4 separate regions of the Rattus norvegicus genome follow, and regions 1, 2 and 3 are each linked to region 4. Evidence: chromatin contacts called from public Hi-C data. All regions are on one chromosome and are shown on one strand. The core of a region is the stretch at or near the end of the contact, and the rest is flanking DNA. Distances in the headings are between cores, read along the strand shown.

The links. A called contact is a pair of places that touch in the nucleus more often than the background predicts.
Region 1: a contact with region 4 is called in a Hi-C map of the A7r5 cell line, with 4 times the contacts expected there. The contact joins two enhancer-like sites. A contact is called at or near these places in 2 of 12 Hi-C or Micro-C datasets (the A7r5 cell line and mammary epithelial cells).
Region 2: a Hi-C map of the A7r5 cell line shows a contact between it and region 4, with 4 times the contacts expected there. The contact joins two enhancer-like sites. A contact is called at or near these places in 5 of 12 Hi-C or Micro-C datasets (the A7r5 cell line, Schwann cells, kidney and 2 more).
Region 3: a Hi-C map of Schwann cells shows a contact between it and region 4, with 9 times the contacts expected there. The contact joins two enhancer-like sites. A contact is called at or near these places in 9 of 12 Hi-C or Micro-C datasets (the A7r5 cell line, Schwann cells, frontal cortex and 5 more) and 1 of 1 datasets of contacts at active chromatin or transcription factors (oligodendrocytes).

What each region holds. Positions count from the first base shown.
Region 1 is chr2:45,309,714-45,316,551 of GRCr8, reverse strand. No RefSeq gene overlaps it. Among named protein-coding and RNA genes, the nearest start is that of Map3k1, 170 kb to the right of the region's middle. Within about 2 kb of position 1,696, at least 3 of the 93 cell types and tissues checked have an H3K27ac peak or open chromatin away from gene starts, as enhancers often do. A contact at or near this core is called in the A7r5 cell line, where this site is marked.
Region 2 is chr2:45,291,287-45,298,874 of GRCr8, reverse strand. No RefSeq gene overlaps it. Among named protein-coding and RNA genes, the nearest start is that of Map3k1, 150 kb to the right of the region's middle. Within about 2 kb of position 2,859, at least 9 of the 93 cell types and tissues checked have an H3K27ac peak or open chromatin away from gene starts, as enhancers often do. A contact at or near this core is called in the A7r5 cell line and Schwann cells, where this site is marked.
Region 3 is chr2:45,121,468-45,129,020 of GRCr8, reverse strand. All of the region lies in intron 2 of Map3k1 (mitogen-activated protein kinase kinase kinase 1), which reads left to right. Among named protein-coding and RNA genes, the nearest start is that of Map3k1, 23 kb to the left of the region's middle. Within about 2 kb of position 2,655, at least 22 of the 93 cell types and tissues checked have an H3K27ac peak or open chromatin away from gene starts, as enhancers often do. A contact at or near this core is called in the A7r5 cell line and Schwann cells, where this site is marked.
Region 4 is chr2:45,577,845-45,584,741 of GRCr8, reverse strand. No RefSeq gene overlaps it. Among named protein-coding and RNA genes, the nearest start is that of Ankrd55, 66 kb to the left of the region's middle. Within about 2 kb of position 4,926, at least 5 of the 93 cell types and tissues checked have an H3K27ac peak or open chromatin away from gene starts, as enhancers often do. A contact at or near this core is called in the A7r5 cell line and Schwann cells, where this site is marked.

The DNA of each region.
Region 1 (6,838 bases), core at 447-2,946, 260 kb after region 4:
AAGCTGCTAAAAGCAGATAAGTCATAAATCCCTGGGGCTTTAGGCCAAGCCTGACACTGCATTCCTTATGGGCTACGTTGGCAGTGCAGGCTCAGCTCCATTCCTGCCCCTGGCTCTCATCTAAGACGTACCCCATTGTAGCCAGGTTCTCTCTGTACAGGTTGGAACCTTCTTCCCTTCTCCCAAAGATCTCGCTGGCTGTTGCCTGGATATTCTTCCACTTTATAGCCCTCCTCTGATTTATCTGGATTGTCTGTGACATTGATGGCTCTGGTCCTCATGGTCCTTCACTGGCTGCTGGAGGTTTGCCCTTTGTCTTGTTTGCTTTGGGCTTCTCAATGAACCATCCTCTGGGCCCAGTTGGTGACAGCTTCACTCTGTCCAATCCATGGGCTTAGCCATGGAATGCTATTCCTTCTCCTCCATCTCCCCAGCTCACTTCCTTTGAGGAGCACAATCAGAACCCCTGTTCTTACTGATAGTCTTAGCTCGCACCAAGGACCAGGAATGCCCTCAGGCAAACGGCTGAGGTATCACTCTTCTACATTTGAACCCTGGAATTGGCCACGGAAGCACGGGTGAGTCAACAGCAGCCCCTGCTCCAGGAACAGCTATTGTAACTCTTTAGTTGTCCTCTCCGCATGGCCATGAATTTAGCACTAACAGGCACCTAGTGCCTATATAATACCACATATAATAGAGCTGACTAGAATCAGGCAAATATGACATGAAAAACATCCTTTATCATGCAGAACTTGTGTGTATGTGTGCCTGTGTGATTCTGTTTGTGTTCATGCACACATATATACATATGTGGAAACCAGAGATCAACATTAGATGTTTTCCTCTATCTCCTTCAACCTTATCTTTTATGACAGGACCTCTCATTAAACCTGGACCTCATAGATCTGGCTAGACTGATGGGCCACCAGACCCCAAGGATCCTCCCCCAGGGCACTACCATACATAGGTTTTCCATGGATGCTCTATCAAACTCAGGTCCCAGGCTTACAAAGTGCTCTATCAACTGAGCCGTGTTCTCAGGCACCACATGCCTTTGATATAATATAGGAGACACGTGGAACAGAAAGCCAGTGTAAAGACAGGGAGACTATGATGAGAAGTACAATGGTTTCTTCCAGCTATGAGAGCCAAAGGAGGTGAGAAGGATTTTGGCCAGAGGCAACAGACTATCTGTGTACTTTTCTAGTGCCAAAATATTCTCAACAAATGTTAAATCAACAAATATCCACCTCCCACCAAAAGCAAGAAAATAAATATTCCTTCATAGGGCCCTAAAGCTAGAAATAGACAAGAAAATGGCGGCCATTTTTATCTCAGTCCACAAAAGGAAATGAGCAACATGTTTTCCCATCGCTCACTCAAGATTCCCTTATAACTGTGTCATAGGAGCAAGATATTTCTTCTACTGCTTTTTTGATCAGGATTTTGTAGCCTGTTCCCATGTACAGAAATGAGTTGATAACTGATGTCCAAGGCTCCCTAACTCGAGGAACATGGCCTTTTCCCACTGCCCCACAAGGCAGCCACTCTTCAAGACCTTACCTCAGAACAGTAGCAGGACGAGATAGAGTGAGAGCTCAGCAACTTTCTAAATCCAGATGTGGAAAGTGGATGACTCCAGCAGGAAAGACAAGGGCTGCGGTGCAGGGGTGAGAGCAGAAGGCAGATGGGTGACTCAGTCCACATTCATGGAAAGCAGAGTTATGTTGGGAGACTCTCGGGCTTTCATTGTGTGGCATTTGAAGGCTTCATTCCCAGCTTCTAATTAAACGTTTAAACTATAATCACAAAGATATTTCACAATTAGTTTCTTAGATCTGGAAGAAGTTCTGTGAACCAACTTGAGATGTGGGGAAGAAAGGAGAGGTGTGGAGAAAGGGCAGGGGGAAGGGTGAGCCCCATGACTGACAGGAGGCTGCTCCTGGACTTACAGCTGAGACTCTACCCCTGTCCCCCATCCTTGACAATGGTAAATGGAGAAGCAAAAGAAAGAGATGAAAGGGATTTTTTTCTTCCCACCCAGATCTTGATTCCCCGACTCTTGCTATTGAGATCCACACCAGACTCAGAAGCAGCAGTGACAGTCTAGATGTCCCCACTCTTGCCATTGTTTCCTCAGCCAAGAGTGTTGGGAGGAGGATACACTGAGGTTCTTCTTCTATCTCCTACAAAGTGACTCTGGAGTACTGGTTGCCCCATCAGCATGACCCCTCTACTCAAAGGAGATGTCTCTATATAACCAGTCACTATAATGCTACGGGTGGGAGTATGGTGAAGCTCTGGGGAAAATTGAATTCTCTCTGGAAGAGAAAAACATACCAAAGTCCAGCTCAAGGAGAAATGTGAGGTCTTGGCAGTTCAGCCAAGGCTTCCATATACCCACCCACCTGATGTATCTTGACAGCACCACAGATCAATTCCCAGTACAGACAAGTCCAAGGCTCGCTTTTCCCCCACAAAGAAAAGTGCTCTAATCATTGAGATATGAAAACCAAGTGTGTTCTATCTCCTTTTCTGTACACGCCAAACATTTTGGGGGACAAAAAATCAATAACGTGTGTGATGTACTGAGGGACAGAGAGCATGCCAGCTCTTTCTGGATCATTACAACAGAAATGACAACCCTGGACAGGTGAGCTCTTGCCAAGCTCATGGTCAAGTCTGAGGGCTTTGCCACAAGTCGCACAGCTGGCAGTGGACTAGGTGGCCTGGGTAGAACTCCTACTGGCCACCAAGCCTGAGGCCCTCCCATCCCGGCACACCGGCTCTGTCCCATGTTGGAACACACGCTGATAAATGCTGGGATTTGGTGTGCGAGAGGTAGCAGTGATGCTGGTCTGTCAGATGGTCCTAAATCTATTCTAAACACTGCCATGGCGCTTGGAGAAGCTAAGCACCAAAGGGACTCAATCGGCCCATTTTAAAACAGGAAAGAAATATGACCACCTACCTCATAAGTCTGTGAAGAGGACAGTGGGCGGTGCTGTTGGAAAATCACACAGTTCATTCGGTCCCCAACATGTAGTCACGCTTGGTGATGTTGATTGTTATTTTTAGTTTCTACACTGAATGTGTGTGTGTGTGTGTGTGTGTGTGTGTGTGTGTGTGTGTGTGTGTGTGTGTGTGTGTTTCCTGGAGTGGATGACCAGCACAAAACAGACCTCATCTGTATTTTTGTGTACTTTGTTTCATTTTGTTTTGTTTTGGCATTTTTGTCTTATTGGTCTTTTACCTGTTTTTTATTTTGTTTTTGTAGGGGAATGTTGTTTGCTTCTTGGGGGAGTATGGATTTGTTTTGCTTTTGTGGCTTGCAATTTTTGGTTTTTTGTTTTGTTTTGTTTTGTTTGTCTTTTAGAGAGAGAGAGAGAGAGAGAGAGAGAGAGGAAAGTTGGTAGGTAAGGAGGTGTGGAGAGTCTGGGAAAAGTTGGGAGAGGGGAAAACATGATCAAAATATATTGTCTGAAAAATATTAAACACACACATGCATTAAACACACACATGCATTAAACACTCATGCAGGCCATCTTGCAGGAGTCAGGCCTCTCCTTCTGCCACAGAGGCGCTGGGAATGAACTCAGTTTCTCAGGCTTGGCAGCAAGCACTTTACTCTGAGTCAGCTTATGTACTTAAGAGATTGCACTGTTATCTAACACTTATTCCTAGACACACATTTTAAATGTATGCCTAGCATTTCGAACACTCACTGTTCATGAAAAAAATGAGTCGGCGCACGCAGGATGTCTTCCTTGATCACTTGTGCTGAGGAACCATCACTCTCCAAAACCAGAAGTGGAACTACACAGTACTGTTGTCATGGCAGTATCTGTCAATAAGTGATGCCACCTCCGTACTGAAACCTTCCGAAGTAACTGGCCCTGAGTTTCAGGGTTGTGTGGGCTGGGAGCACCCAAGGCAGGAAACACCTGGGGCTCTGCATTCACAGAAAGCAGATGTCACATGATTACTAAAAGTATGCTTTACGTTTACATGTCTGTGCTGAAGAGAGCTACAAAACAAAAATGCCTCTAACCTGTAAGCCTCACTTGCCCAAGGACAGATGACATTCTAGAATGCTGGAGGCTACTGTTCATAACAAGTCATGTGCTTTCACTTCTGTAAACAAGGTTGGTTGCCCCAACTACACAGGATGTGCTTGATCACAGTGGGTGGGTGGGAGGTACGTGGGCAGGAAGGATGTCAAGATGCATGCTCGCCCAGATTGGATGAAGGTGGGAAGTATATAGCCTATGGGTGTCACCTTTATAAACACCTGGCTAACATAATTTGAGGCCATTCTCTGGGAATGGGATGGATCTGGCAAGAGCTCATCATTCTGTCCAGTAAAGCGTGCTTCAAATTTGGCTCAAATTCAAATTTGGTAATGGTCTTATTCTCACCCTGTTGGATTAACAATCATAGCCAAATCATGAAGCCATATAAGGGACTAGCCCCTTGTCTCTGCTGAGATGACCCAGGCTACAATGCAAACTAGATTTTATAATTGTCTGCAAATCCAATGACCTATGGCACTTACGTGAGATTCCCCCATCCTTCTTTTTTTCCCCCTGACCTGTCTGGCACCCCAGTGTCTTGACTGTTTCTTCCCAGAGTGCTTTGCTACTGAGTCGCTTGCATAGAAATCCATATCTTGGGGATCTGTTTCCAGAAACCTCAACGAAGACAAACCATTAGTTTTAGCAAACTCTTCACCCTATTACTTAGTACAGTAAGCAAACCAATCTCCAGGAGGAGACAGAATTGTCCTTCAGGAGGACAAGAATGATAGCTGGCACCCAGCTGCCCCAGGAAGCACCTCCATTTTAGAACTTCAAACCTCAGAAGGGAGAGCCAGTGTCTCCTTATGCATTCTATAGAGCCTTCACTCAAGGACAGGTGGCATCGACATTGATTCAAATTTGTTTTCCTCTCCCCTTCCTGGGTTAAAATCTCTGTTGACTGCCAGTTACCACTAACACCTGAAGAGACTGAGTAAACGGACCACTTGAAGGCACACTTCTTACCTGCTGACTACCTCCTGAAAGTTCAGAGATGCCAGATAAGGGGAAGATAAGCCTAAAAGGAAACTGAGCGAAATTCAATACCTGTTGCTTTATAGAGAACTGGCTTGAACTGCAGGGCAAAGCAATAGTCAACAGAAAACTCAATACAAGTGCTCTGTCCACACATTTAAAAGAGGCCTAGACCACCGAGCTCACTGCCCCAACACAGATGGGGAGGTGGCAGGTGCTCAGAAACCTAGAAGAAGGGGCTCTGGAATTTTTTGTTGGGTCACAGCAATTTAGATGAGGATTCTACTTCCTACCTCCCCATTGGAGATCCCTGACAAGCCTGACACCGTTGTCTTCTCGCTCTGCACAGGAAGGGAAGCTTTGTGGAGGGGCGGTCCCAATGGCATCTCAGGTTTCTATTAGCCCTGACAGACCTTCTTCCAATTTGCTCAGCTTCTCCAGAGTCCACACCAACTAACACCCAAGTTTACAGCCCCTCCTGCCCAGGATCCCCACAGCCCTCCCCACATCCCTGAGCTGTCTGGATTAAAAGCAGTGGTAGAGCGTATGAGGCGGAAAAGGTCAGCTCTGAGAGCTGAAACCATAGGGAAACTTTTTTTTCTTGTAGGTTTTCATCTTTGAGGGTGCGGACAGCATGTGCTGGAGGATCTTGACAAGCAAAACAGCTCAGGGAAGGGATTAGGTAGGGAGCTAGGCTGCCGGTTCAAGGCCAACACCAACTGATGCACTCTGTGCATCTTGGGACAAATCCTTGTGTCCTCCTCTCTTTCTTCATTCTTCAGGTTTAGGATACTGGAACCCTCCTCAGGAATGTTTTAAGGCTCACTTAACTGTGCCTGGCTCACAGCAAACACTCAGCAAGCATCATCTACCATTCTGCTCACGTGTCATTCCTCTTTAAGCCGCCATCATCATCATCATCACCACCACCATCATCACCATCTTCATCTTCACCATCTTCATCACCGTCATCAGCAAACCCTCCCTTAAGAAAGTTTTCAAACAGAAAGCACCGTCTTTTAATTGAAAATAAAAGAATATCTGCCCTATCCCCAGGAGCCCCCAAATCTGAGTAAGTCTGTAAAACTTTCTTTACCTGTATCTTGATCAAAAGGCTTACTCTGTAGTAATATTAAATGACATGATCCTTACTTTTTAGACTATGCAAATCCCCTGAGGTGCTCAGAAACTCAAGAGATCTGGGCTATTTATACTTCAATATCAAACAAACAATAAATTAGCTCAGCGCTTTTCTCTTCTTCCTACACAGTTTAATGTCAATGGAGCCAAGAACTGATAGTTCCTGGTACTTCCCCTCCTATTTTTCTACCAAATTAAGGAACTTTTTAAAGTCAGCTGATGTATAAGGAAAACATTTCCTTTTCTCACCTGCCTTCTGCAGGCAGGTCATCAGTTTGATACCCATAATTCCTCACCTTGGTCTAATGCTCAGATTACTCTCCTAACACTAGTGTACTCTAAAGCTGCATAAACAGACTAAGCTGCCTGCTCAGGACCCCGCCGCACTGCTAGAAGGTGCAAACTGCAAATGCAGGGCCTGCTATTCCAAAGGGAAAGAGAATTCCAAGGTGGCCGTAGTGACAGAGAATTCATCCCACCCACCGCTGGGAACTGCAAAGCGTGGGGCTCCGTCTGATGACTGAGTTGGTGACATTCCTAGAAGTCCGGCCCTGCTTCTAGTCACAGAGCAGCCACCCCCATCGTCAGTTTGGCCCAACAAGTTTAAAGCTGCCCACAACTCTTGCTTTAATCCGCCCTGCTCT
Region 2 (7,588 bases), core at 1,610-4,109, 280 kb after region 4:
GGACCCACATGATAGGAGAAAACAGACCCCCCTCTGGTTATCTCCAACCTGCACACATGCACTTTGGCACTCATGTGTTCTACACACAATATATAAATAAATGTAACAAGATGTTTAAATGGCCAAGGTAATCAATGTATAAAGTCCCTGTCCAGTTGGCACCATCATTGGGGGTCTGTGATGAAATGGCCCATGGACAAGAATACATGGCAGGGTAAAAATCACCAACTTCATACCCAGGAAGAAAAAGGGAATAAAAAAAAATCAGCGGAGGTCTCATCATTGTCTTCAAGGAAGCACTCCAAAGACTTCCCACCCAACTTCAGCTCTTAAAGTTCCTACTAATCCCAGCAATGCCAACCTGGAAACCATGCCTTTAACATGGGATCTTTGGAGGACATTTAAGACCCAAACTATAGCAGTTATCAAGGAGCCCAAAGACACAAACACTTGGAGTCATTGTGGTCCAACTGATCCACTCAGTCTCTAGTGACTCGAATTCCTGAAATGACTGGTGGTCCAAGCTTTAGCTACAAGGTTAAAAGATTTCCACATGTGCTACCTACTGCAAATGCCTTAGTGTGCTTCCCGCTAAGCTCCAAATTCTTTTAAGATTGTGAGTGTCTCTTGTCTTCCTTCTGTCTCTATCTCCTGGCAAAGTATTAAGGATGCAAGAGATTTTTGTCAATTATCAATGAATTATAGATAACTAGCCTATTAGGATGAAGGCTACTCCTCTACCAAATGGGATTCTTTAGGAAGTATCTACGATGTTATTGAAGATAGAAATGCTCTGCCTGAAAGAAACCCCAGTGAACTCTAGAATCATCCTTTCTAAATTTCCCTATTGTCCTTCATTGATTTATGAGACCTGGTGCTTATGGAACAGCTTCTCCCTGAGGTTCTGAAACCAGCTGCCTGCGAAATAAATACTCTGATCACCCCAGAGCTGCTGAGTTGCAGTTTCATTTTTTGAGTAACTCTCCCGTGGCTTAAATGTTTAATCATCTAATCAAAGGACAACCCACGTCTTCTCAGATCAACTCACCACCATTAGAAGACACTGACACTCCTGCAGTATTCCCAGAATCTCTCTGTCCTCCCCCACCCTTCTAACCACGTATTCCTGATCTGTGTGCTGACAATACTGTTGGTATCGATTTGCCACCGGCAGTTTCTACGTCTTCCTCTGACTCTGTAGTTGCTCCAGTTTAAGAGGAAGCAAGCCATGAGAAATGACTGCTATCCCTTGCGCTCTGGCCTCTTACTTTTTGACAGTGTCCTAAGCTAAGCATTTCAGTTCGAATAACACTATATCAAATTTCACCACTTAATCTAGTTTCATAGATTTCAAAAAGCACTGGAATTTAGAGCTTCAGGGGACCTCAGTGATGAGTCAGCCCTCTCATGCTACCAAACCCAAGATCCAGAATAAATGTCGTTAACATTTATTAGATCTAGAGATTGGATCAAGGTGAGTCTAATGAACACCTTGTACATCTCTACGTTGGTGAACCAAATCTGACAGTTAGTCAAGCAGGACTTCATTCTAAGATGCCCCCATGCCCTAGAAAATGGGGGACTCTCCTCAGGTGCTCTCTTGGCATCTCAAGGAAGAAATGATGTTCGCTGTGAACAGATACTTCTGTCCTTCCACATCCCTGGGTCTTCTGACCTGCCAGGCATTAGGGCTCTACTTAAATAGGTCTCAAATGTCTTGGTAATGTTTTAGGCATTCTCTTCTACTCACCCTGTCATCCCGCCCTCATTCCCTGCCCTCTGCCGTTGCTTCCACAAAGAGGAGAGAGAGCTGAAAGCAGCCACTCAAATCGTGACTCGTGCCCACTGAAAATTGCCCTTCCTGCCAATAGAAAGTCATTTGTCTGAGCACCGTGTGAACAGAACTTAAAAACTTCAACTTTGGTTTATTATCCAATACCTGAAATTCCTCTCATTCCATCATTAAAGATAAGGTTGGCAACAGAAACGGGGTCAGAACAGGTTTTCTTTAGGCTCATTACTGTCCTTGAAGAAATAAATGGCTTGATGTGGGTCATTTCTTAGAGCTGCTTTTGAGAAGGAGGATGAGAGGGTCAAGAGTACTGAAGGGGTGTGAGTGTTTAGAGAAAGAGTCTGAAGAGAAACTGCCTCCTCACCACCACCCCCAATAAGGACGCATGTAGCTGTTTCTAGACTGTGCACCCTATTGTTAATATTTTCATTTCCTTAGACTACAAAGCCAAGTGCCGTAGGTTTTCAAATGGGCGAGGATGTCTTTTGGTAACACCTGCTCAAAGATGAACAGAAAGAAGGTCCTTTATAAACAGACTCGGGAGAAAAGAATTCCAAGCCCTGCTTCGAGCTACGAATCATTGTATCATCCAGTCAGGCTAGTATTTATATTAATATAGACCACGTGGCCGAAGCATTCAAAGTGAAAGAGGAACTGTAGTGGATTTACAGAAAGCAACACAATCAGTTTCCTGAATGCTCAGCAGGATTGCGTTATCAGCCATCAGGAAGAAAACATTGAAAGATACAATCAACCTACTTGCTAGAGGAATTTTCAGAGTGGTACGATTGTCTCCACAAATGGAGAAGCTGGGGAGAGTAGAGAAATACAGTCCTTTTTAAATTTTTCTCTTTCATGATGAATAAAAGTAAATACACACACGCACACACACATACACACACACACACACTCACACACACACACACACACACACACACACACACATATGAAGATTGTACTCCCCTTTACACCCACCGCCTGGGTTAATGTGTAATTGACAAGATTAATGGCTGTGTAATAATTGCCTCTATTGTTTACTGTCTGGATGGCAGCCAGACATCTTCCTGCTCTGCCCACCAGTGGGTTTGATTTGTAAGAAATGTGCTAAGAGGCTAACAGGGTCTGTGTGCCACGTGGAAGCTTACTAAAGACGTTCAAAAAGAACCTCCAGGGAGGCCTGGAGACTGGCTCTGGTGAGGCAAGCCTCCTTCATGCTGTAGGGAGCCTCACTTCTAAACTTCTGGGTGAGCTGTGCCAAAACCCAACCAAGTTCACCCTGGCTGAACCAATGCCGGTGAGGGCGATGAGGAAAGAGACAACCCTAGGACCTATGGGATGGCCAGTCGGCTGCCCTGTCCACGCTGAGTACCTTATTCCTTTACTCTTCGCACTGACTGGACCTTGCTGGAGAGCACCCAGCTTTAACCTACAGGCTCTATAGGATGTGAAAGCCCCGCCCCCTGTGTTGCCTGCCCCGTTACCTCTTGCCTTGTGAGATATGAGACAAGCAAACAGAGCGAGACATTGAGTCATACAGCACATGGACAGCTTACATGGCTGGGTACCATGAGCCCAGCCGCTCCCTGGCTCACCATATCGCATCCGGCCGTCCACAGTGGTTGACATGGTTTTCTGTACAAAAACAAAAGCCCTGTAATTCTTTCTCATGTGGTTTTGCTTTGGCCTTTGTCACCAGGGTCCCTTGGGACAACCTTGACCTTTGTCTTTCCTTATGGCCTAACAAGTCAAGTTCAGACCTCTGACATCCAAAGAGACGCTCCCAGCACACAACTGGTCCATCTCTGCTGTCTTCTCTTCTTCCTGCACTGCGTTCTGTATGCCTCCATGTTTTCTTCTTTCTTCACATCATCTCCCAGCAGAGGTGAGCATCCCCAATTAGAAACCTGAAACCCAAAATGCTTCACATCGGAAGTCTTTAGAGTGCTAACAATGAGCTGCAAGCGGGTAATTCCACATTTGACTTCCATTGACTGGTTGCAGTCAAAAGTCAGACACACTGAAACTATTATGTAAAATTACCTTCTACTTCTCCATACACACACACACACACACACACACACACACACACACACACACACACTTTTTGCTTAGGTTTAGGCCCCTTTGACCGAGGTCTCATTATGCATATGTAAACACTCTAGAATCTGCTGGGGGCATATCCTTTTGGTTCCGGGGCCTCCAGATGAGGGATGTGGCATTTGTCCCACATCCTGCCCCTCGGCCGCAGACCCTTTCGCCATCTCCCCGTTACACAATCTCACACACTTCATACTTTTCCTTCCCAGTATTCATTGTTCCTGTCAAAGAGCTATTTGTATAGCCATGAGCCTGGCGGCTTTCTCTCTCTCTGCTGGGCAGTAAACTCTCCAGAGGCAGGGACCACGTCACAGCTTATATTAATTGTCAATTAGTCATGATAATCAAACTCCACCTTCAGCCTCTCCAACTTGGTTTGTTCTTACTAGCAGTCATCGGAAGTGACAGGTAGCCTTTGTGCTACCTGTCCCCCACACCCCCACTTCATCATCACTGGTTGAATCCTGATCTCATCTCTCCTGCTACATCAAGACTTCTTTTTTTTTTTCTTAAGATTTATTTTATGTATCTGAGTACACTGTCGCTGTCTTCAGACACACCAGAAGAGGGCATCAGATCCCATTACAGATGGCTGTGAGCCACTGTGTAGTTGCTGGGAACTGAACTCAGGACCTCTGGAAGAGCGGTCAGTGCTCTTAACCACTGAGCCATCTCTCCAGCCCCATACATCACGTCAAGTCTTCTTATCAGACGTTCCCTTTGTTGATCCTTCATTTGGTTCACAAGTCCAAGCACAATTTTTTAACCGACTGGGTCTAAAAGTACTGCTGGCTTCACTGGTGATTATTACCTGATTTATTTGATATCTCTACTTCCATATCATAAAAAATTAATTACTTTTTTAAAGCAGTCCACAAATCTACGGGTGAATGGCCATATGTTACAGTGGTAGAGCCCTTGCCTAGCACTGGCCCTGGGTTGGATTCCCAAGTACTACCTCCCCCTCCCCCTACCCAAACGGAGGATAATTAAAAAAAAAAAATAAAATAAAATAAAATAAACCCTGTTCATTATTTCAACGTTTCAGCCATTCTGCATCTTCTTACTTCTTCAAGGGGTGTTCCACTCAAGGTGGCATCAAGCTTAGCAGGTAGAGACTCAATGATTCTGAGCAGACAGAGCATCAGAGATGAGAGACTGAAGTAGTGTGGGAACAGACTCGGTAGGACAAGCAATACAGAGTGGGGGAGAAATGGAGCGCTAGAAGAACCTTGAAAGCTTGTGGGCTTCGGTTTATCTTACAGTGAGTCTGTCCTGTGTATATTCTGTGGCCTGAAAGTCCCTGCAGATGTTTTTCTTTATAGGTGAAATGGCACCGCCGACAACGCCTGTCTTTCGTACTAAGTGTAGGAAAGGGCCCTGAATGAGGAGTCATCTAGAGAGTGGCTAAGAGTAAAGAAATGGAGAAGTTCCGAGACCATGAGCAGAAGCTTGGGGCCATCTTTAGAGAAAAGGGAAACCTAAGCCCAAAGCCTGTTTGGAATCATTGGGGATTGAAAAGTTAGAGGTGTTGATGATCAGGGCTTGGGCAAGGGTTTCAGTGGGGCAGAAAGGACAGCAAAACTGAGGGTGAATTAAGTACACAGAGTGCTGAGGTCAGGTCCAGAGCTGCTGCTTCAGGTGCTGCTGAAAGGGAGAAGCAAGCAGAGAGCAGGACACTGGGGATGTGATGGAGCACACAGAGGGCTGAGTTCTTCTGTCTAGTGCAGTGTAGTGACAGCCGTCAGGAGACGGGGAAGCAAGGTGCCAGAGAAGCGATACTCAACAGACAGGAAAAGGCTCAGGGTTCCGGGGCTCCCACAGAACATGTGCCCGGAACAGGAGCCTCAAAGAAGCAGGGGCTGGACAAGGAATCCCTGAACAACCATCTAAAGGCAAACGAGTGGCAGAAACCAAAGCCGGAGAGAGGAACAAGTCAGGGAGTCTGGGCAGACAACAAGCCCATTTCTTTTTCCTGGAGATGCAGCCAGCCACTGTGTAGTGAGGCGTGGCCACGGGACTGAGTTCCAGGCAAGGTAACTCGAACAGAAGGACAGAGGTCACCTCCAGAGTAGGCGCTCAATGGTCCACCTGAACTCAGCCGTCTTCTTCCATATTGTTTCCTTATGACAAGGTGCTCTGACGCCCTGGGGTAACATGGGAAGCCAGAAATTGAAGACACAGGAGCGGCAGAACAAATGAAGCCTTGTCCCTCCAGATATCCGCTATAGACTTTATACCAGCCACAAACAAATAGCACAAAACAAACTCTCACAACTGGAGAGTGGCCAAGCCATGTCCAGTCAGGGTATTTATTACAGCAGCCGTTATTATTTTAATTAGCACAGTACAGATGAGCTGGGTTAGGTAAGAGCCCGGGGAGATTTGGTGGGGAGGGGGAGAGCAGGTAGAAGAAAGCCAAGCGTCGCAAATGGGATGGATTTTCAAGGCTGTCCCAAGAATAAAATAACAGACCTCAGGACATGGACAGTCCGTCAGCACTCCTGTTTAGCGGCTGCCATCTACTCTGTGACCTGGACCACGACATTTAATCTCGCCCCGTGGTATCTATTTATAGCCACAAAGGAAAAGCAAGGATCAAAAATTCTCAGTCTTTCTTCGTTGTTGAAAAAGAATTTTTATGTAATATATTCTGACCACACTCTCCTCGCCTCCTCCCCACCTGTCTATAAAGCAAAACATTAAAACGAAGATTAAAAGCACAAGAAACACACACCAACATCACTGCATCAGAAAGCATTATGTACAAGCAAAAGGCTGACAGGGAAAAAAAAAACCAAAAAACATAAAAGCGACATGACACAGAGAGTCTACAAAAAAGTACACTGCATTTGGCCATCTATTGCTGGGCCCTGGGCTACTCTAATGTGTGGTTAATATACCCAGTAAGACTCAACTGAAGACAGCTAACATTTTCTGGTTAGGAGTGGGGCCTTATGTCCACGTCCCCTCTCACTGCTGGGACCCTGACTAACTCAAACATGTTCAGGCCTGGGCATGCTGCCACAGACTCTGTGAATTCATATGTGCAGCTATCCTGGTGTGTCTGGGGGACCTGTGTCCTGGTGTCTCCAACACCTCTGGCTCCTCCAAGCTTTCTGCCTCCTCTTCTGCACAGCTCCCTGAGCCCTGAAGGGAGAAGTTTAATAAAGTTTAGGAACGACTGCACCAGAATCTCTAAGTCTGTGCACACCGTCCCGTTGTGGATCTCTGTGTGGCTTCCCACTACTGCAGACAGAAGTGTCCCTGATGGCGGCTGAGCAAGGCACTGACCTAAACAATCACATCTTTACACAAGGGTTTCGACTCCTCCAATCTCATCATACCCATGTGCTCACTCGTCTTCCCCCCCTTTCTCTCCCTCCCTCCCTTCCCCCCCAACCCCCTCCACCCCACCCCACCCCCCACCATATGGGAACTGCATTCCTTTCGAAGCCACTGCCTGGGTCCTTGAAAAGGCAACAATTGACAAAGAGAACATGAACCTGGAGGTGCATTATAATAACCGCCTTCAGGGCGATTTGGGAGTATTAAAGCATTCAGAAGATGTGTGGCTTTCCAAGCTCCAGATCAACGTAACTGGCTTTTTCCACTTTTCCTCCCTAGCAGGTATGCTCTGGATGGAGACGATGCCTCATTAACTCCTGTCTGTTCCTGTATTGCTAAAATGTTCTCAGA
Region 3 (7,553 bases), core at 1,406-3,905, 450 kb after region 4:
AATAAAAGCACCACTATTGTAGTGAAAAGAGGCATGTGTGTCCAAGAACAGAAGAGAGGGCCAGGAAATGAACCACAGGTACAGCCACCTGAGGCTCTGACATTTTTTCTCTTAATTTAAGATAGCTTTTCAGAGTGGTGCTGGGAAAACTTAGATCCATACTCAGAATGAAACCAGGTCCCTGTCTTTCGCCTTGTACAAAACCAGCTCATAGTGAACTAAAGACATAACTGTGGGACTTAATTCCTTTAAGATACAAGCATAAACAAAGACTTTCTGAATAGTCTGCAGTGGCTCAAGAGATATCTGCAAGAATTAGAAAAGCTCCCACACTTCATGTTTACCAGCTGCTCATGTGACAGAGCTAATATCTTGTATACATAAGGAACCAAACTCATAAAACTCATAAAAATAACCCAGTCAGTAGTTGAGCAAATGAGTAGGCAGCGGGGTTGGGGATTTAGCTCAGTGGTAGAGCGCTTGCATAGGAAGCGCAAGGCCCTGGGTTCGGTTTCCAACTCCGAAAAAAAGAACCAAAAAAAAAAAAATGAGTAGGCAGCTCTCGTGGCTATGGGACTATATGGGTGTGATCCCAGCCAGCATAGGGGAGTTTAGGAGGAAGAAGGTTGGGTCATCCGCACTTACATAGGAGTTCAAGACCAGCCTCAGCTACATAAGACACTGTCCTAAAAACCCACAAGGGAAGACTGCTTTGAGATTTCTGCCCTCTGGAAAACCTATCCTCTGGAAAACCAGCTGCTGAGGGTGGGGACGGTGGCCTGCTAGTAGGAATGGTAACTATAGAAGTCACTGTGGAGGTTCCTTAGAAAAACACAAGTAGAATTCCTGTGTGATCCAGCTGTACCACCCCCAGGAGATTCCTAAAGAATCTTAAGTCCGAATACAGCTGAGTTACCTACACACTTGGCAAGGTATACAACCAGCTTAGATGTCCATCAGCGGATGACTAGGTAAAGAAAATTCCCAGACACAGGAGAACCATGCAAAGGAAAATGTGCAGATGTTTAACAAAACAAGCCAGACTCGGATAAATACGGCATATTTTCTGTTGTCTGTGCAATAGCGTGTGTGTCTGTCTGTCTGTGTCTGTCTCTGTCTGTCTGTCACACACATGGGCCCCAAAGTAGAAAGAGGACTACTTGATAAGAAGGGGGCCATGGGATGAAGCATCAGGAGGGTAATGGTGGACAGCATATTACACACATGTATGAAAATATCATAATAAAACTCATCATTCATGTTACTGTGTGCAAACAGCACAGCTCACCTTCTTGGGTCTTACACTTCCTGCCAGCTCTGTCTTCCCCCTGTGTCTGGGTTGCCAGTTCTGGCCCTTGCCATCCTTGGGCACCACTCCAGGCTAGCTTAGTTCTCTGCTGCCTCCCAGGTTGCTTTGCTGATAAGGTACCCCTGCCCACCTACGGGACACAGACTCTTGGATCTTCCTCAGGGCTGTGTTTTCTCACTAACCTCAGGAAAATCAAATTAACTAGATCACATGGGCAAGCCTCAGGCAATGAGAAAGGTCTGTTCACGAAAGACAAAAGCTCCTGTCTTGGTGTTTTCCTGGGGCACCGCAGGAGTATTATCTGAGCTCCCTTCTCCACACAGCGCCCCTCAGGGCATGGCAGATGTTTCCACGGGGCCTCAGAGACTGCCCTCACCACACAGGGATCTTTTTGGTTTGGAGGCTCCTGTGGGAAGAGCATTTTTTTTTTCTCAGCATCTGCATACCTGAGGGGCCTCGGTCAGCACTGCTTGTAGACTGAAAGCTGAGTGAGACTGTCTTGCCCTCAGGTAGACACAGCCCAAGGAGGACAGTCTACCCTATTCAGCTTGTACTTATGTAGTCCTTCTCTGTGCCAACCTTTCTACTGAGACAATGCTTGTAGAGTTGTAACCCACTTCTGCCCTCATTCAAAATCTGGTGCTAGGGACAGGCTAGGAAAGTGCCGTGTGCAGGAGGCTGGAGGAAGGTTCTCTGCACTGTTAGAGGGGCTGTGGTCTGGGGGGGCTGAAGTTAAGTGTCTGGGACACTGACCTAGGGGCTTCGAAATGTGAGCCTGTAGACTGTTAAAAGACTGAGTGGGGCGATGGCTCATCAGTTAAGAGCACTGATGCTCTTCCAGAGAATGCAGGTTCGATTCACTCCAGTCCCAGGTAACAGGAACTCCAGTACCTTCTTCTGACCTCCTCAGGTACTTAAGCACATTGCAGGCAAAACACTCTCCCATCAAAGAAACAATTTGAATAAAAAAGTTTAAAAATAAATAATTTTAAAAACCTGCCCTGCCCCTAGGGGTACAGCATGAAGGGAGCTCAGGCACTAGTCCCAGGCGGACACACGAGGGAGAGCGCGGAGGAAGAACTTTTGTGCTTCCTTCCATGGTGCTAGGAAAACTCAAGTTTTATCCACTGCCAAGTGGTTTCCTTGTTTCAATTTGAAAGTCTTGAGGCTTATAACTGTGTCGTCCATTATCAGCCTAGTTGATAGTTAATTGAGATAGCCGTTCCTGACAAAAAGGATTGGCTGCCGTGCGCGTGTGTGCTTCGAAAGAGTCACTGCTGCTCTAGTGGGAATGGTAGCTTCTGTCACACTCTCACGCTTGTCTTGGAAGCTGGTTCCAATGGGAGACTTGGAAGCATGAGCCAACAGCTGTGAGTCAGACCCTGCCAGCCAAAGCAGCTTGGTCCAGCTAAGTCACAGCTTATGCAAAAGTGAAAAGAAACGGACATTTATGAAGGGCTTCAGGATTCCAGCGAGGTGAGGAAGACATTCCTTAGGAAGACCATGACTCCAGCTATACTTGCAGCCGGATGTCAGAGAGAATGCCACTTCTGTTCTAAGTGATTTGTGGGCGGGTACCTTTGCTATTAATAATTGTCTAAATTACATTTTTAAGGAAGGAGCGCCCCCTACTGAGTAAAGCGTTGTTTTTCTTGAGCCCCTTCCCTTCCCATGATCTTTAGTTTTTCAGGCCTGGGCAGTCAGCTCTAATTGGTCCATCTTGCAGTAGAGGGGATTCTCCTAACTCTGCAGGGCTCCAATAGCTGGGATTCTTCTAACACCAGGTAAACAGCACTTGACACAGTTCAGAGCTCGGCCGTAATTTCCGTGTAGCAAACCAACTGGCTCAGGTGGTTTTGTCTTCTCTCATGACGGACAGAGCTGTTCTAAAGAGTGACTGGGGAGAGTGACCGGCTTGTGGCTAAGGCCTGGATCTACTAGGAGCTACATTCTCAGGGGTGGGGCTGCTGTGTCTCCTGAGATGATCCCTTTACAAGTCACTACAGGGATTCCTGAGATCCACTTGCAAATCCAGAGATCTACTGGGGTGTGATCCACCCGAGCTTTTTCATTCTTAGTTTTGTTTTTAACAGTAGTGTGTTCTCTCCCTAGAAGTTGAGGGCATGGACACTAGCAAACCTGCCAGTGTCCGAGCTACGGAATGCGGTTTCAGAATTTTGCAGTCGTGATGTTTAGAGGGTTGATAGACTTTTGTTAACATGGCTTAATTAATAACGAGGCATTTGTCTTAACTTTACCACTTTGCTGAACTATTCAAATATAAGGTAGTTTTGAAGGGCTAATGTAAACTGCGATCTGAATTGATTTGTACTGTGTTCCTATGTATTGTATAGCTGGTGAAAGGATTTGTATCAAGATCATGAACTGAGTAATACAACTGTAGGGGCTGCAGAGATGGCCCAGCTGTGACAAACATGCACATTTGCTCTTGCAGAGGACCTGGGTTTGGTTCCCAACACCCAGATGGCAGCTCACAGCCATCTGTAACTCCAGTTCTGAGAGCTCTGACATCCTCTACCGGCCTCCATGGTCAGTGCTCTGACACCTATGCACACACACGCGTGCATGCATGCCACACACACACACACACACACACACACACACACACACACACACATCTTTTAAACACCACAACTTTAAGGAGTTAGAATTTAATGTAGAGGGGTTGGGGATTTAGCTCAGTGGTAGAGCGCTTGCCTAGCAAGCACAAGGCCCTGGGTTCGGTCCTCAGCTCCAAAAAAAAAAAAAAGAATTTAATGTAGAATCTTTGTGTGTCTAAGTCAGAAGCACTAAGTGTAATTCACAAGCATTTAGTAATGTGTTGTTTGAGCCTAAGATGAATCTTGAAGTGACAGATAACTAAATAATGAATATTAACTGATCAAATAACAGACCTGAGAAGATCGTTTTAAAAATATAAAATACTCGGTTATGGCAATAGCCACGCTTTCAGATTAGCCCTCAACGGCTGGTGTGAGCCAGGCATGTGGCAGTAATCCTAGCTCTTGGAAGGTAAAGTTGGGCAGGTGTGGGGCTCCATGTTGTCTTTGGTCACAGCCGACCTGGGATATATGCGACCCTGTCTAAAAGTAAAAATAAGCCATGATTTCATGAGTTGATACAAATTAAGCATTTCTTGTGCTTTTATTCCCGATTCCTGGTAAAGTAGGCCAGGCGCCTACAAAGAGGCCTGTCCTAGAGAGTTGGAGTTGAGCGTAGGATGTCAGCGTGGCTGGGACTGCCACTTAGTCTTGGCAGCCATCCCCAGCCTCCCTCCAGCCCGCTGTTTCCTGACTCCCTGCACTTCAACACCCAGGGTGGTTGCGTGTCCTCTAAGGGAGAGCATTCCGAGACCACAACAGTAGTGCTGTAGTGTAGAACAGCCTAGAAGGCCATGCTTCGCACTGGCTACTTTCTTGAATGTTCTTAACAGTTTTAGCTTTTAAATGATGCTCATGGATAGTGATTAAGTTAGTGCCGTTTTTAAAATAATAAAGTGTTGAGTGCCTTCCTGGACCATGCTCTCCCAGAAAGCGTATGATCCACAGAGCCTCTGTCTAGATGGTGATCATACAGGAGTCTCACGTTTAAATACGCTGGTCAGCAAGGGTATTTGTTGCTCTAGGAAGCTTTGTTTCTGATGCCATGTCCTCGTGCCATAAGAAAATTATACCCAGCATTTGACAGGAATTACACGATCCTAGAACCTACACAGAACAGTCCCAAGTCTGACTGACCCCAGACCCCAGAACAGCCTCCGCAGTAGTCTTCATGTTCTTCCTGTTTCTAGTCAGGTATCATCCTCCGAACCCAATGGCAAAAGGTGACGGTGGAGTGGGTGATGTTCTATTTAGTGTTTTCATGTAGATAGTAAATATTATGTAAAAAAAGGTGTGTGTGTGTGTGTGTGTGTGTGTGTGTGTGTGTGTGTGTGTGTGTGTGCGCGCGCGCGCGCGCACGTGTGGTCACTTATATAGAAAGCAGCATGGTTTAAGTGGACAAGGAGAAAGGTTTGAGGACAGAAAGACCTGGTTTTAAAGCCCCCAAGTTCTCACTTACCTGAGAGTTCGCTAGACCACTTGATCTTTCTGTAAGAGTCTATCCTCAGCAGCGACCACGAGTCTTACCCATAGCCGTGCTCAGACCTGGAGCCACTGAATATGGACAGTACCTGGGGCAAGACCTGGACCTGCGGAGGCCTCCACAAGCATAGCATAGCAGTAGCAGCAGTGCTCATAGTTACAGCATCTCCAGTGTCTCCATTTTCCACAGGAGATCAGCAGGGCAGGTGTGAAAGTTAACTTCCTCCTAAGTACTGTACATACAGATCCATGCTCTGGAGCTGCCTTATGTAATAGGTTCTGTTAACCCCACTTCACGGCGAGGAGATGGAGGCACAAAAGTGTTGAATGACGTGGACCTAAGATATAGCTAGTAGCATTTGACCCTAGGCAGCCTGGCTCCGGGCTCACACCCCTGGTCAGTGAGTTGACATCTGACCTTGTTTACCCTGTCCTAGGAACATGCCTTGCAAGAGATACGATCTGTTGATTAAGGAGTCCCTTGAGTTTTGTTTCATATTTGAGTAATGTGTGTATAAATTTTCTCACCAAGTACAGCTTGTTAAGTGTTATCTCAGTTTTTCTGAGCTTGGTGGCTGTGGTACCTTTGGTGCCTCTGTTCACCGCACACATGCATACCTGCACTGAGAGCCCCCTCCTCAGTGTAGGTTATCGAGTGGCTGTGGTCAGTTGCTTTGTGTCTTCTGCAGATCCCCACTCCTCTTTAGCTGTGTTAGCCTTGCAGCCTCCTCCAGGGCCCGATGTCCTCTGACGTGATCCGCCCTTGAGCCTGTCCCTGCCTACACTCAGCTGTGTATGCTGTAGGCTGAAGGCTCACCGGTGCTGTGCTTCAGACCCCCAGGGTCTGTTACAAGGAAGAGAACTCTCTAGGACTTACTCCAGAATTCACTCCTCAGCTGAGAGTCAGTGGACTAGGCAGGGGTAGCTGAACTCAGGCTCTGCCAGTGGTCGGATGGAGACAGGATCCATTGTCCAAGGACCACTTCCTTCATTGGGGGATCCAGATCTGGAGTCTTTGTTGACACAGACTCCCTCATCTCCCTCCCTATTTTAGCTCTTGAAGGCAGTGAACTTTGTGATCACTTAAGCCCTACATTAACATCTAAGGCAGCTGGGGTCAGGTTCTTCTCTGGAAGGAATATTGGCTGTTGAAATGGGGTCCGTAAGCAGACCCAGAACAGATTTCTGTAGTGTGTTCCATGGTGCAGGACCTCCGCACGCCGAACAGTTGAGAAGGCTGTTGTGGGCCTTTCCTGCCATGCACCCAGGCTTTCGTTGAAGGCTCTGAGACAGGCGCAGTGAACAGGCTCACCTGTTTGTCCCAGCTAGTATTTCCTGCCTGCCCACAGATGTGGCATTTGGGATCATAAAGCATTATCTCTTCAGAGGGCGTGACCCTTTTGTAGTTTGTACACTTTAATACTTTCCTCCTTCAGAGGTTCTGTGTCTGCTCCTCCCACTATTGACAATTGTTCAGGCACCACCACCTCAGTAGATCTTTCTAGACCTTTCTGTTGGTGAAGTTAACAATGATCGATCCTACTGCAGCAATGGGGTACTTTCGTATTTCTGGGACAACAGAGGTGATGTTTTTCTTGATTCTCTTAAACAATGTCCAGTGTACCTTTGTGCATTTATTTTTATCCTTCTGCCTGAGCCATTGCCTACATGGGCAGGCGTGCCACTCACCAAGTAGAGTGGTCTGCTAGCCTTTCAGGAACCTGTTAGTCTTCTACTTTGAGCATCCTACCTAGCATCCCTTCCCGCCCACCAGAAGGAAGGACAGTAGCCCTGGCTATCCCTCACGGTGCAAAGAAATTCTCTTAGCAAAGGCTATAAAAGAGTTTTGCATTCCACTTCAGTATTAAAATTTCTGGACATTTAAACCACATTAAAGGGTTTTATTACCGTAGAAAACAGTTGTTCAAAGTGCCATATATTGAACTTTGAGCCACTCTCCCTAAGACCTGAGATGGGAGTCTGTAATAACAATTGCTTCCCTCATAATAACAGCCTTGTTCACTGACTCTCTTAAAAGATGGCGCACATTTGGACAACATCCCAAAGGAAATCTAAACTTGGGATCATCATGAGGTAAAGCAGAACAGAGAAAGAGCAGTCACTATCTCTGCCAGTTGCCT
Region 4 (6,897 bases), core at 3,677-6,176:
AACCTCCTGAATCCTTAGCTCTATGGTACGCACTGCTTCCTTTTTCAGTCTGTGTTAGCCTGGACACGTTGCTTAAGTGATATTGGTGGGTGCAGCTGGTTCATAGATGTTTCTAAGCATCCAGGTCAGAAGAATCTTGTGATAACTAACTAACTAACTAACTAACTAACTAACTAACTAATAACTCTCTCTCTCTCTCTCTCTCTATATATATATATATGTATATATATATATATATATATATATATATATATATATATATATATATATATATTTCTACAGCCTACGTAAGCGATATCACATGAATAGTTGGACAGGAGCCATTGTTAGGATCATTAATGCCATAAAAATGGGCACATGTGGAAAGTCAGGACCTTTCTTCTGTGTTCACCAGCTTTCCATTACTACAACAAAATACCTAAGGCATTCAAGTTTACAAAGAGGAAAGGTTTGCTTTGACCCGTGGTGTTGGAGGTGCTGGTTGGTTCTATTGCATGTGAACTTGTATAACAAGGCAAGGTAGAAGCACATCATGGTGCTGTGGTAAAGCAAACTGTTGAATGTTAGTGCTAGAAAAAGAAGAGGCAGAGGGCAGGGCTCTAATGTCTCCTTTGAGGGCACGTCCCCAAGGACTGTACGACCTCTTATTGGGCCTCTTAAAACTTTTGTGACCTCCCAGTAATGCCAAGTTGATTTAGTACATAGGTCTTTGGGGGGCATTCCAGATACAAACCATAGTTTTACTCTTGAAAGCTGGCTGCAGAACACCTATGTGCACATTGATGATTACATACGTTAGAATGCATCCGGCCGGGAAAGATTAGTCTCCGAGAACCAAGAGGATCTTCCAGTATAAATTGGTCTAGAAACTACAGTCAAGGATCCCCAAAAAGTGATTTTCCTGTCAAAATTTCCTATAGGATTTTTAACGGTTGGATGATGATGCTAAATGGCCCACAAAGCCATGTGACCTCCTCCTTCCCTTTCTAATCTTAGGCCTTGAGAAAATCTCATACCTCTTTAGAAAGAAGCATTATTGTTTCTACAAAGTGTGGGGTGAAATCGAGGGGGCACCATCAGAAGGAAACAGTGGCTATCTTTCTCTTTTGTGTCACATTGGGAATCATTGAACAATGTGTGTTTGCTCATGTCACATAATTGAACAACTCAAGAATTTAAACCCATAAAATCAGCTTTGCTTGGGGAAGACAGTTTCACAGGCATAGATGAACGTCCCAGCCGGTCCTTCAAAGTTGCTGGGAGACACCGTCAAAGAGTCTGCTGGAGCATGATGTTAAAAGCATTTTACGCACAGGAAACATTTTAATCTACATTTTTATTGTTGTAATTAAGTGATTTGAAAGAGATTATGGTCCTGGAAGTGTGCTAGATGTTTAGGGAAGATGACCACTCACTGGATCTCTCTATGTAGACCAGGCTGTCCTCCAAGTTAGAGATCCTCCTGTATCTACCTCCTGAGTGCTGGGACTAAAGGTCCAAATAGGTCCAAATCAATGGATGATGGGCGGGACAGAGGACCACACATCACATAGGAGGGTATTCACTGAAAGATTTTGATCCATCGAAACTTGGAATCTAGAGCTTTTAACAGGTAGAATTAGGTACAGAAATAAAACACTAATATGTGTATGCATATCCTTGTATCTTCGTATAAATGCATCATATACACACGCAGACACACAAACACATATGCACATATTTAGACAGAGGTAAAGGTCACACAACACTGTGAACATACTAACAGCCAGTAATCTGCATTCTTCTCCTTTTTCCTTTTTCTCCTCCTCTTCCTCTTCCTCCTCCTTCCTCCTCTTCCTTCTCCTCCTCCTCTTGCTCTTCCTCCTTTTTCTTCCTTGACAGGGTATCTGTATGTAGCCCTGTCTGGCAGGGAACTCACTATGTAGACCAGGCTGTCCTTTAACTTAGAGACCCTCCTGCATCTACCTCCTGAGTGCTGGGATTAAAGATGTGTGTGACCATGCCTGTCTGCTGACCTGTGCACTTCAAACTGATCTATGGGACTTGAAGTTAGCTTTTCAAAAAAGGGAGAACTTACAATGAAATCAACTACCAGTGAAGGCCTGAAGAAGCAGAGCAGCTGCGAGGGTTCGTTTTCTAGTGACATTGGCGAGACCAGTGAACCCAGTGATTTGATCTAGTGCTTCCTCAGATGCTGCTCTTATCGGATGTGACGAACACCCACAATTAGTAGACTTTAAATGAAACAGATTTCTCTCCACGGTGTGGTCATCTCAGTAACTGAAGCCCAATAAGCAAGGACTGAAGTTCCCTGAGAAGGAGAAAGTCTACCCCAGGACTGTGGCAACTCTAGTTTTAGGCTGATGATATTCTGGTTTGCGCCGGCTTGCGCATGCGCACGCACACGCCCACCCCAACCCACCCACACAATGTCATGACAATCAGCTTTCATTCCGTATTTGAAACTCTTTGACCCTGCTCTAGTTTTTCCCACAGCATTTCACTTTTCACATACCGTGATTATTTGTTTTGTTTATTTCTCTCTCCCCTCTAGTACGCACACTTCATGACGGCAGGTGTCTTGGAACAAGTTCCCTGGGAACCGAACTCTGAGCTAGGGATTTGTGTGCAGAAGGCTTACGTGGAGCAGGGTTGTTCCTGGGGGTAACAGCCAAGACAGTCACAGCAGCAGGGAATGGCAGAGATGGGGGCTGGACTGTGGTGTAGCTGTGACAGGCGCTCGACCGATGCCTTGATCCTAAGAGTTTAAACAATGCTCCAGGAGACTGCATGAGTTCATTGAAAGAGAGGCCCAGACCCCTGTACCTCTTCATCAATCAGTCCTTGGAGGCTGGCTGTCCCAGTAAGAGACATTTCCCCGAGGGACAGAGTTCCCTTTGGTCAAGTACAACTCCCAGGGAGGACTTAGTTCTGAGTCACCAGCATTCCTTCAGCTGTGGAGAGAGTAGCTTGTCCCAGAGCAGGGGTGAGGGTAGTGTCCCCGAGGCACCAGCCAGTTCTACTCACCTATTAATGGGTTCTTAACTCTATAATATGGTGACGATCATTGAGAAAATGGGCAAAGGAACAAATGGATGAATGGAATCTTTTTAGAAAGGTTGGTAGGCAGGAACAGGATGTAGCAACTGTTGTCAGTGGGCAAACAGAATAACTACTGTGCGGTTAGAAAATGGGCCAACCCTTGAAATAAACTTGAGTCTGTTCAGTATGGTAAGTAAAAGTCAAAACTTGACACGGGGTGTAATAGCAGCTCGGGAGCAAGATTGGCTAGGGTGTATGGCTTATGATATGCTTATGGCTTGCATCACAAGGAGCATTGTCATCTCCTACACCGATGCTGAACACCATGGTTCATTTTCGGAGGCCTGAGCCAGGTCCAGGGTTAAAGAAAGCACCCTGCTAGTGCAAGAGACAACTGGCCTCCTCCCTCGACAGAACCTTTAACAAGCCTCTTTCTCACATCTGTTGACTCAACCCAGACCAGAGAATTCTTTGAAAGACAGCGAGGCTGTAAATCAGCAGGTCCCGTGAAGATGCATTCCAGGGTCCGGGAGGGAAAAAAAGCTGCACACAAAAAGCCCCTCTTCTAAGTTTTCAGGAATGCTGTGAGTGGCCTTGGAGGTCTCGGGGTTAGACTGCAGGGCTGGGAATGGAAAGGATCCAGAAGAGGGGCGCGGTGAGGCAGTAGCAGGAGCAGCCAAGCAGGCCTCTAAGAATGATGAGTTTCCCGGAGCAGAGCCGTGCCTAGTGGATGCGGCGCACTTGGTGAATGGGGTGAGTGACTCTATCTCAGGCTCTGACTCCCTGGCTGTGTGGAAGACGGTTCATGCTGCCCATACTCTCTTTAAGAAGTCTGGTTCGATCACACGTGGACTCTGGGTGTGAGTGAACCTTGAAGCCCTTGGGTTTAAAAGCATTCAAACGGATACCTGTGTCTGGAAATAGAAGTGGGACCAATGGGGAAGAAGGAAGGGGGACGGGATGGGGGAGGGGAGGACAAAAAGAGAAAGTGACGAACCAAGGCATGACACGAGCCTGTATGCAAATGCTTCAGTGCAGCCTATTAAGTTGTACAGTTAACTGTGTTCACCATAAAACATTAGCGGAGATTCTGAAGCTGTGGAAAAGGAGAGAAACAAAAACGTCCTGCACAGCAAAGGAAACTCTCCAGCTCCCAGGCTAATGTCAGCGCTGGTGCTGAGCAGGGCTTGCTAAGTCAGGTGATTCTTACGTGGGTGCCACACCCTTTGGGATTTTCAGGGGGTATTGGAACACTTCTGTGCCTGCGGAGCCTCAGAATACGTATCTTCCAGAGCTTTCCAAAACACACAGCTCTCCCAATGGGGTGGGCTGAAGGAGAAGAGGAGAAGGCAGAGGCTTACATGTCCCTGGGGCAGAGCATCCCTTGAGGCCCTCAGGAAGCATAACGAGGTGGGTTCCAATCAGTTGCTCGCCCACCTACATCAGTGGTTTGATGTGGTACAAGGAATGCCAGGATCTCACTCAGAAGGTGAGAGTCAAAATTCTAGCCTTCATAATACCTGCAAGATCTGTAAACGAAGTTGGATGGGTCCCACCTACACTCCAGGTACGACGGACAAGTAGATTTGTACCAGAGCAGCACTCCTTCCCCTCTCTCCATCAGTCTCTTCCTCTTCTCTTCCTTTACCACTTCCCTTCTGTGTATGTCAGCCCAGCTAGCTGGAAGAGAACCCAAGCAAAGCCTATAGCCCAGTGGTCTGACACCCATAGAGGACCAGGGTTGCTGGCAGACATGTAGGCTGTATTCAAACCTCCTCGTCCCAGAGCAATGGCCGCTTGCCACTGACCAGTATCACCATGGACAAATACTATTTATTCAACTAGGATGCCAAGCATTTTCAATTCCTGACTCATCTCGGGAAGAAGAATTCTGAAAAATGGGGCAGGGGGGTGAGTGGGGAATGAACGGGAATAAACCCAGAGAAGGCAAGAAGGTCATTGTTGTGTGGAATTGTGTTTTAAACTGAACCAGGCATTCCAGCTCACATATGGTCTCTGGGTCTCTGCAGTGCAGTCACCTCAGGAAAAGAGCTTCAAAACCTGTCATCTCGGGGTTGGGGATTTAGCTCAGTGGTAGAGCGCTTGCTGCCCTGGGTTCGGTCCCCAGCTCCGAAAAAAAGAAAAAAGGAAAAGAAAAACCTGTCATCTCTAGGGACCATCAAACCTGAAGCATGTCTAAAATCCGTGTCTTCATTAAACCCAGCGATATTATGGTCAGACTTTGGGTTAAATTTGGGTGGTTGTGTTTAGATCGGCTGGAATTTAGACCTACATGACAACCAGGAACAAGAACTGGATCCCCTCTTTCTCCTCTTTACCCCATGTCTCCACACTAGGCTCCAACAGCTTGGCCGGAGCTTCACAGAAGCATTTCTTTTTGGCCTGCTGAGGCCTTCTCTGCTTCTTGTGAGCTGAGTCTGACTAAGGAGATCCTGACTCAGCCTGGGAATCAAGAGGTTGTGTCTCATGTTGTGACATTCCTGCTGTCCCTGCACAGATTTATGTTATCTTCTCCTCCCAGTCCTCTTTCCCCAACCACACACAGGGCCTTTTGTGCTTCTTATACCCTCTGCCATGGTAGCAAGGCCCTCTGTCTCACCTTCTGTCTTCCTTCCTTCCCCACATTCTTGCTTCTTCTTCTGAGTCTCTCACTTAGGCTATACCATAAGGGTTTCCTCCCCTGTGGTGCCATAAGAAACTCTTGATAGCAGCTTATCTTGTAGTGATGCAGACTCAACCAGGGAAGTGGACAGGGCCATAGTCCTGAAAATCGAGGAAGTCTGAGTGAAAGGGAGTTAACTGAAGCCAGTGTCACTAATTAGTGGTAACTCAACTGTGGGATAGCAAATTCATAGGCAACGTGTGCTTAACCTTTCAAGCATTCTTCTGAGAGATTTCTCCCATCTAATGGATGAGTTAACTGAAGCTCAGAGAAGACAAGCGGCTAAGCTTGAGGTCCTGTTGGCACCTGACAGCACTGGGTCCTGGGTCTGTTGACTCTGGGTCCCACTCTCCTCTGCATTCTGGCCTCTGGCCTCTCTCCTCTGCCCACTGAGGACTCTATTGCCATCTTCACACTTATCCTTAGCTAAGCCAACTCCATCTTGGTTCTAAGCAAACTCTGATGTGCTGGTCCATACATTTTGGTTGAAGAAACTTGATTGAAGTGTCAGGATAATTTATGGTGCTGATGGGACTCAGGTGCTGACAACGTGACTTGAGTTGAAAGATGCTATGCTTTATACATGCTTTGGGTTGGGAGGGAATTGCAGGCACAAGGGAACAGTTCAAGGTTGCTGGTCCTGAATATTCAGGCAAGATGAGAGGAGGACCTGGACGATGATTTCAGTGAAAGGAGAGACTCAGGTAGGAGAGTTCTTGTTTTAGGATTGGGAAAATATTAAATTTCTTTAGCTTGTCCTTTTTTAAATAAAGAAATCCTGCACGTGATTAATTACCTATAAAATATTTATAAAACAGAAACACATAAAACAAGAGCAGATAGTTAGACTTACGGGGACTTGGCCCTGCCTTACTCTCCATGACTCATTATTTACTAAGTCAGTGTTCACACTGCTGCCCTAACAACCAAGATTCCTCCATATGCTTTCTGTTTAGCGGTCTGGCAGTTCATCTTCAATTAAGATGGATTCTCTGTGAGAATTATCATTGACTCAGGTTTCTTCACCTCTAGATCCTTGCTGTCCCTACCTATGGTAGGTACCAGAAAATAAATGTGCTTGTTTCTCTTTCTCTCTCTCTCTCTCTCTCTCTCTCTCTCTCTCTCTCTCTCTGTATAGTTGTTTTGTTAGTATGAATGTGTGTGCACCAACT